2 separate regions of the Gossypium hirsutum genome follow, and region 2 is linked to region 1. A link is a contact called in public Hi-C data. All regions are on one chromosome and are shown on one strand. The core of a region is the stretch at or near the end of the contact, and the rest is flanking DNA. Distances in the headings are between cores, read along the strand shown. Region 1 holds the start of LOC107925548 (60S acidic ribosomal protein P2A). Region 2 holds the start of LOC107905363 (fructose-bisphosphate aldolase 6, cytosolic).

What was found. A called contact is a pair of places that touch in the nucleus more often than the background predicts.
Region 2: a contact with region 1 is called in a Hi-C map of leaf, with 2.5 times the contacts expected there. The contact joins the promoter of LOC107905363 here to the promoter of LOC107925548 in region 1. A contact is called at or near these places in 2 of 34 Hi-C or Micro-C datasets (both in leaf).

The regions. Positions count from the first base shown.
Region 1 is chrA01:116,924,703-116,927,438 of Gossypium_hirsutum_v2.1, forward strand. LOC107925548 (60S acidic ribosomal protein P2A) reads left to right here and starts at 1,338. Exons shown (of 4, transcript XM_016856270.2): 1 at 1,338-1,469; 2 at 1,565-1,675; 3 at 2,552-2,736. The coding sequence starts at 1,588.
Region 2 is chrA01:117,207,111-117,209,846 of Gossypium_hirsutum_v2.1, forward strand. It overlaps LOC107905363 (fructose-bisphosphate aldolase 6, cytosolic), which reads right to left and starts at 1,410. Exons shown (of 3, transcript XM_016832012.2): 1 at 1,257-1,410; 2 at 401-628; 3 at 1-143. The coding sequence starts at 1,284.

The sequences.
Region 1 (2,736 bases), core at 88-2,587:
GTGTTTTTATTTTCTTTATTTCTAAATTTGTTTATTTCTTTTTTACAAGTCAGATTTTAATCTTTTTTTCTCAAGTCGAACAATTTGAATACAATTCTTTTTCCACTTTATTCCCTATCAGAGAGATAGAGAATATCCCATTTTTAGTATGGACTAAAGGTTTATATACCCTTAACAATGATCCTGAAGTGTCATGTGTTGTCTTTCCAATGAGTGAGCCCAAATCAAGTTACCCAAGTACTATGCCACTATAGGTCTAGATAGAGTGACGATTGTACACATTATTAAGCACTTCAAATAAGATATGAAAGTTGTGTTAGAAGTGATGGTTAATGTGTGGGGTCCACTTGGGTGTGTAGTTGAGGAGTATATGCTAGAAGTTGCCCTCAAAGGGTTATTTGAGGAGTATTTGATGTCTACGAAGGGTGGATGCTCAAAAAAATGTGTTCGAGGACTAGGAGGTATAACATTCCTCAAATCTTTTGTAAAGAAAAAAAAATAGAGGGAAATAAAGAGAAGTGAAAAAATTTTGTTGATATCAATTGGAAAAAAAAAGGGAAGTTAAAAGAAAACAATTAAATTACTCAAAAGAAAAAATATAGGGATTAGAGGTACAATTTGACCTAAAAATTTCGTTTGAAATGGTGATTTAACTAAACTTGTTCATGAATTAGTTACCTGCCCAAGCTCGAAAGTCTACTTAAAATTTACGAGAGTTTGAAAAAAAAAATTAGGTCTGAAAACGGGCTTGAAAAAAAAATCTAAGCTCATTCAAAATATAGGTTAAACTCAGACTGTAGCTCAAACATTCAAGGCCCAAATCTAGCTCATATTCTATGTTTTACTATATTATAGTATGTTATTTATATCTATTATATAATTTATAATACATAAAAACTAAATTTATAATAATATATAATACTATAATGTAAATATCAAAAAATACCTTTAAGATGCGTATATTTAATTTTTAATAAACTAAAAATATAAAAATTTATTAAAATATTAAATTGAAAATATTTTAAAATTTTTAAAAAATGATATAGACGAGACTAAAATAGACTTATGTTAACCAATTATAAATATAGATGAGTTTGGGCAAATTTTTAACTCATATTTTGGTCAGGCCAAGCTTAAGTATGTATAAAATGTGTTAATATCATAATTTAATTTGACCCAACTTATGAACACCTACCAAATCAATTTTTTGTTACATCATTGATGACTCAATTACCAAAAATGATAGAAAATGAATAACGTTAATGATCATTTCGTAACAAATTAATGTTTGATGACTAAAACATAATTTAAAACATATATAAATGACTATTTCTTTTAGTTTACCCTTTTTGAAAATCTTATTTTCTCTTTTAAGCCTAAAACCCTAATTTGCAAATATCATATAAAGCTTGTCACGGCCTTTGTTATTTCCATTTGAAAACCCAGGGTTTCTTCCATAGCCGCCCCTGGTTTGTCTCTTCTTCTCTTTCATCTCCTTTGCTTAAACTTTCGTTTTCCTCCATTGGCTTTATAGTTATAACTTAATTGTTGTTTTTCTTTACAGAAATTATATAGAAGAGAGAGAGAATGAAGGTTGTTGCTGCTTATTTGTTGGCTGTTTTGGGAGGCAACACTTCCCCTTCAGCTGATGATCTTAAGGCCATTCTTGGCTCTGGTAAACTATTTTCACCTTCTTCTTTTTTTTTTTGATTTGACTGCTATGTTTCCTTTTATCTGTTTCAATCTCTGCACTTGGTAATCCATTTGTTTGTAAATTGTATTTGCACCTTTTTTCATAGGTTTGATCCAAAAGTTTAGATTTCTTGTGTTGTAACCTGTTTTTTTGTGAATGTCAATTTGATTATGAGGTGGGTTTGGTATAAAAATATAAACTTTGTACTGTATTTGTGTATTGGTTTGAGATTTCACATCTATATTGAACCCCTTAATTCAAAACATGTTTGGTTTGGAGAAATGTACGATGAATGAATACTAGAATGCAATTTGCTACTTCTATATAATTCAATATGGTAGTCTTTTTTGGTTTCATAAATAAATTTGAATTTGGTAAACTCAATAATCTTATACTAATTTATATGCTAATGGTGTCATTACATTAATGGGATTGAATTGACATTTACAGAAGTGCTCAAATGAAGGTCAAACCTTTCAAAATGGTCAAGTGAAAAGTCAAACCGTTTTGAAAGCCCTCAAATAAGGGTTTTTCAAATGTCCTATATCAGTTTTCAAATTGTCTTTATTGTTTTCTTTTTTGTTTCAATCAATATCTGATTTAGCTGTTAGCTGAATTGCGTGAAAAGCCCTTATATGACCATTTTGAAAGGTTTGACCCTTATGCGAGCAATCCTAAAAGGTTAAGTCTCGAATTGAGCATTTAACTATTTCTGATTTAGCCAATTCCGATAACAAAGATGTAGAGTGAATTTCATTGCTTATCTATGTTTCTTTTTTGTCCATCAAACAAGGATATAACAATTCTGTATATAGACAGTGTTTCAAAAGATTTACATAAATATGATTTTGTTTACAGTTGGTGCTGAAGCTGAAGATGAAAGGATTCAACTTCTTTTATCTGAGGTCAAGGGCAAAGATATAACAGAGCTTATTGCATCCGGGAGGGAAAAGCTTGCCTCCGTTCCATCTGGTGGTGGTGGTGTTGCTGTTGCAGCTGCTGCTCCTGGTGTCGGTGCCGCTGCAGCTCCAGCTGCAGCCGAG
Region 2 (2,736 bases), core at 160-2,659, 280 kb after region 1:
GTACTTTTGGCAACGCTGGGCAAGGCCATCAAGACCCTGGGTGAAAGTCTCGTCATTGGTTCCATTAAGGACAACGGTGCCGGTGTCAACCTTGATGCCAGGGAGGACACCAGATTCTTTCAACACATCAACAAAAAGCTTGCCTGCAATCAAGAACCAATTCTTAGAAACCAACTATAATCCATTAAAAATCCATATTGTCATGACGGAACTCGTTCGGCTATGTTGCAAACATAAATCAAAATTGTTCTCTTTAAATTCAAGCACAAAACCTCACAAAAGAATGCCAAAACATCACAAAGTAAACGAATTGATATCCATTTTGACAATTTCGAATTATGTATTACGATTCAATAGATCAAGTTGCGATACATTCTTAATTTATTAAGGATAATAATACCAGAAGCAGTTTTTTGGTATAGTGTTTCCTCGAAGAATATAACACCACTGATAAACTGGAGAGCACCGGGAGCAGTGAAGAGGAGCTCACGAAGAGCTCGCCTGTTTTCTTCAACATTCTCTACATTAATGCTTGCAAGACGCTTGCCGATTGTGCCGGTGGATTCATCAGCGGCAAGGATTCCCTTCCCAGGTGTGCCGATGTAGGCAGCGTTTTTAGCTAGCTCATCTGCAACATTATATATAAAATTATAATAACAAAAACAAAGATCCGAAAGAAACTATAAATTGAAACATAGTGACCTATTACTCCACTTATTACCTAACTCCTGCATGTATCAATTGATTTAAATTCTAAATTCATTCCTAAATTAAGTTAATTAAACAGTAATTAAAGAAGGTTTCTCGTTAGTAAAAACCTTCAACTCAGATTGATCTAGTTTCAGTGATGTGATCATTGCATAGATTAACGAAACTAAATCAGATCTAAAAATCAGTGATGTGAATAGGCCATGAAGCTAAATTATAAAGTCATTACTAAATTAATCTAATTAAACTGTAATTAAAGAAGGTTTCTCGTCTGTAAAAACCTCCAACTCAGATTGACCTAGTTTCAATGATGTGATTATTGCATAGATTAACGAAACTAAATCAAATATAAAAATCAGTGATGTGATTAGTGCATAAAGCTAAATTATAAATTCATTGCTCAATTAATTTAATCAAACAGTTATTAGCAAACTTTGTCATCAAATTATCGATCTAACATCAAACAAACAAGATCAATCGAAAGAGATTGTTAAGATTATATAAGAACATATACATTTAACGACGAGAATTAAAGGAAAAAATATTACCGGCGTATTTGCTAATGAAGCAAGACATGATTGAAAGGAAAATGAAGAACAAAAGAAACTTGAGAGTGTCTGTTTGGAAGGGAAAAAAAAAGAAAGAGTGGAAGAGAAAAGGGGAGGGAAACGGTTTTTAAATGAGAAAAGTAGGCGGCAAAAATGGAGAGTTAATGGAAGAGAATAACTAACGCTGTTTATTGCCCTTGAATTTTTTATCTCTAGTATTGTAAAAGAGTTTAAAACAAATAAACAGAATTTAATTGAAAAGATTATTTTTTAAATTTAACTGAAGTAGAAGTTATACTCAATAATAAACATAGAAAATGGATTGGATCAAACTCGAGCCTTAACTATTCAAGCTCAAGTCCAACACATATTTTAACAGGATAACTATTTTGCCCATGCCCTTTTTCGGGCCTGATATTTTTGTCCAAACCTTCTCAAATTTCGAGTGGACCTTCAAGTTTGAGTGGATAGCTCGACTCATAAGCAAACCTACTATCTATTAAGCCCTTGATTAAGTTTGTGCACAAGTTAGACTGCGTTCGTCATTGATTTTGTGATGAACTTTTAGGGGAAAAAGTGCTTTTACACAAAAAGCAATAAAGAACAGAGGTAAAAAATAGAAGCTTTTCAACTTAAGAAAAGTCATTTTTCTCAGATGAAAAAGGAGAAATTTTGGTGCTTTTTTCAGCCCAAAAGTGCTTTTGATGCTATATTACTTTTTTAGCCTTATTTGTTCTTTTTCTTTTTTTTTTTCATTTTTTCTAACGTTAGAATCCATTTTCCCCCTTTTTTTTCTTTTGTTTGAAGTTTAATTCAAATATATGTAATATTTTAATTTGTTAAGTTTATATTTTTTATATTATGTTAATATTTAATATGAGTTATATATTCAAAGTACATTTTAAAATAAAATAATACAAATGTGTTAAAAGCATTAATTAAAAATTAAAAAAAATCATTTTTAAAATAATACAATTGTGTCAATATCTAATTACAAATATTTAATTATTATATTTAAATATTTAAATATAGTTTATATATTCTAATTAAATTTATTAAACAATTAATATTAATTACTTAGAAATATTTAAAATTAATATTATATATTAAAATATTAACAATAAGTTATAATTATTTATTTTTTATATTATTGCTAAAATATCATAATATTAACTAATTTGAACATTATTTAAATACATATTTGTTACTTTATAATATCATGTCTAAAATGGACATTTTATTTCTCAAAAGCACTTTTTGACAGCAATACCAAACACTGAAATTTTCAAAAGTACTTCTCAAAAGTATTTTTTCACAGCACTTTTCAAAAGTATTGCCAAACAGACCTTTAATCACTAATGACATAAAGATCATCATCATCATTTTACAAAGTAAATTATATTATTTTGAAGATAATCGTTTCATATATTTTATATAAACAATTAGAATAATATGCATACATAATTTTATTTTTAGCCCA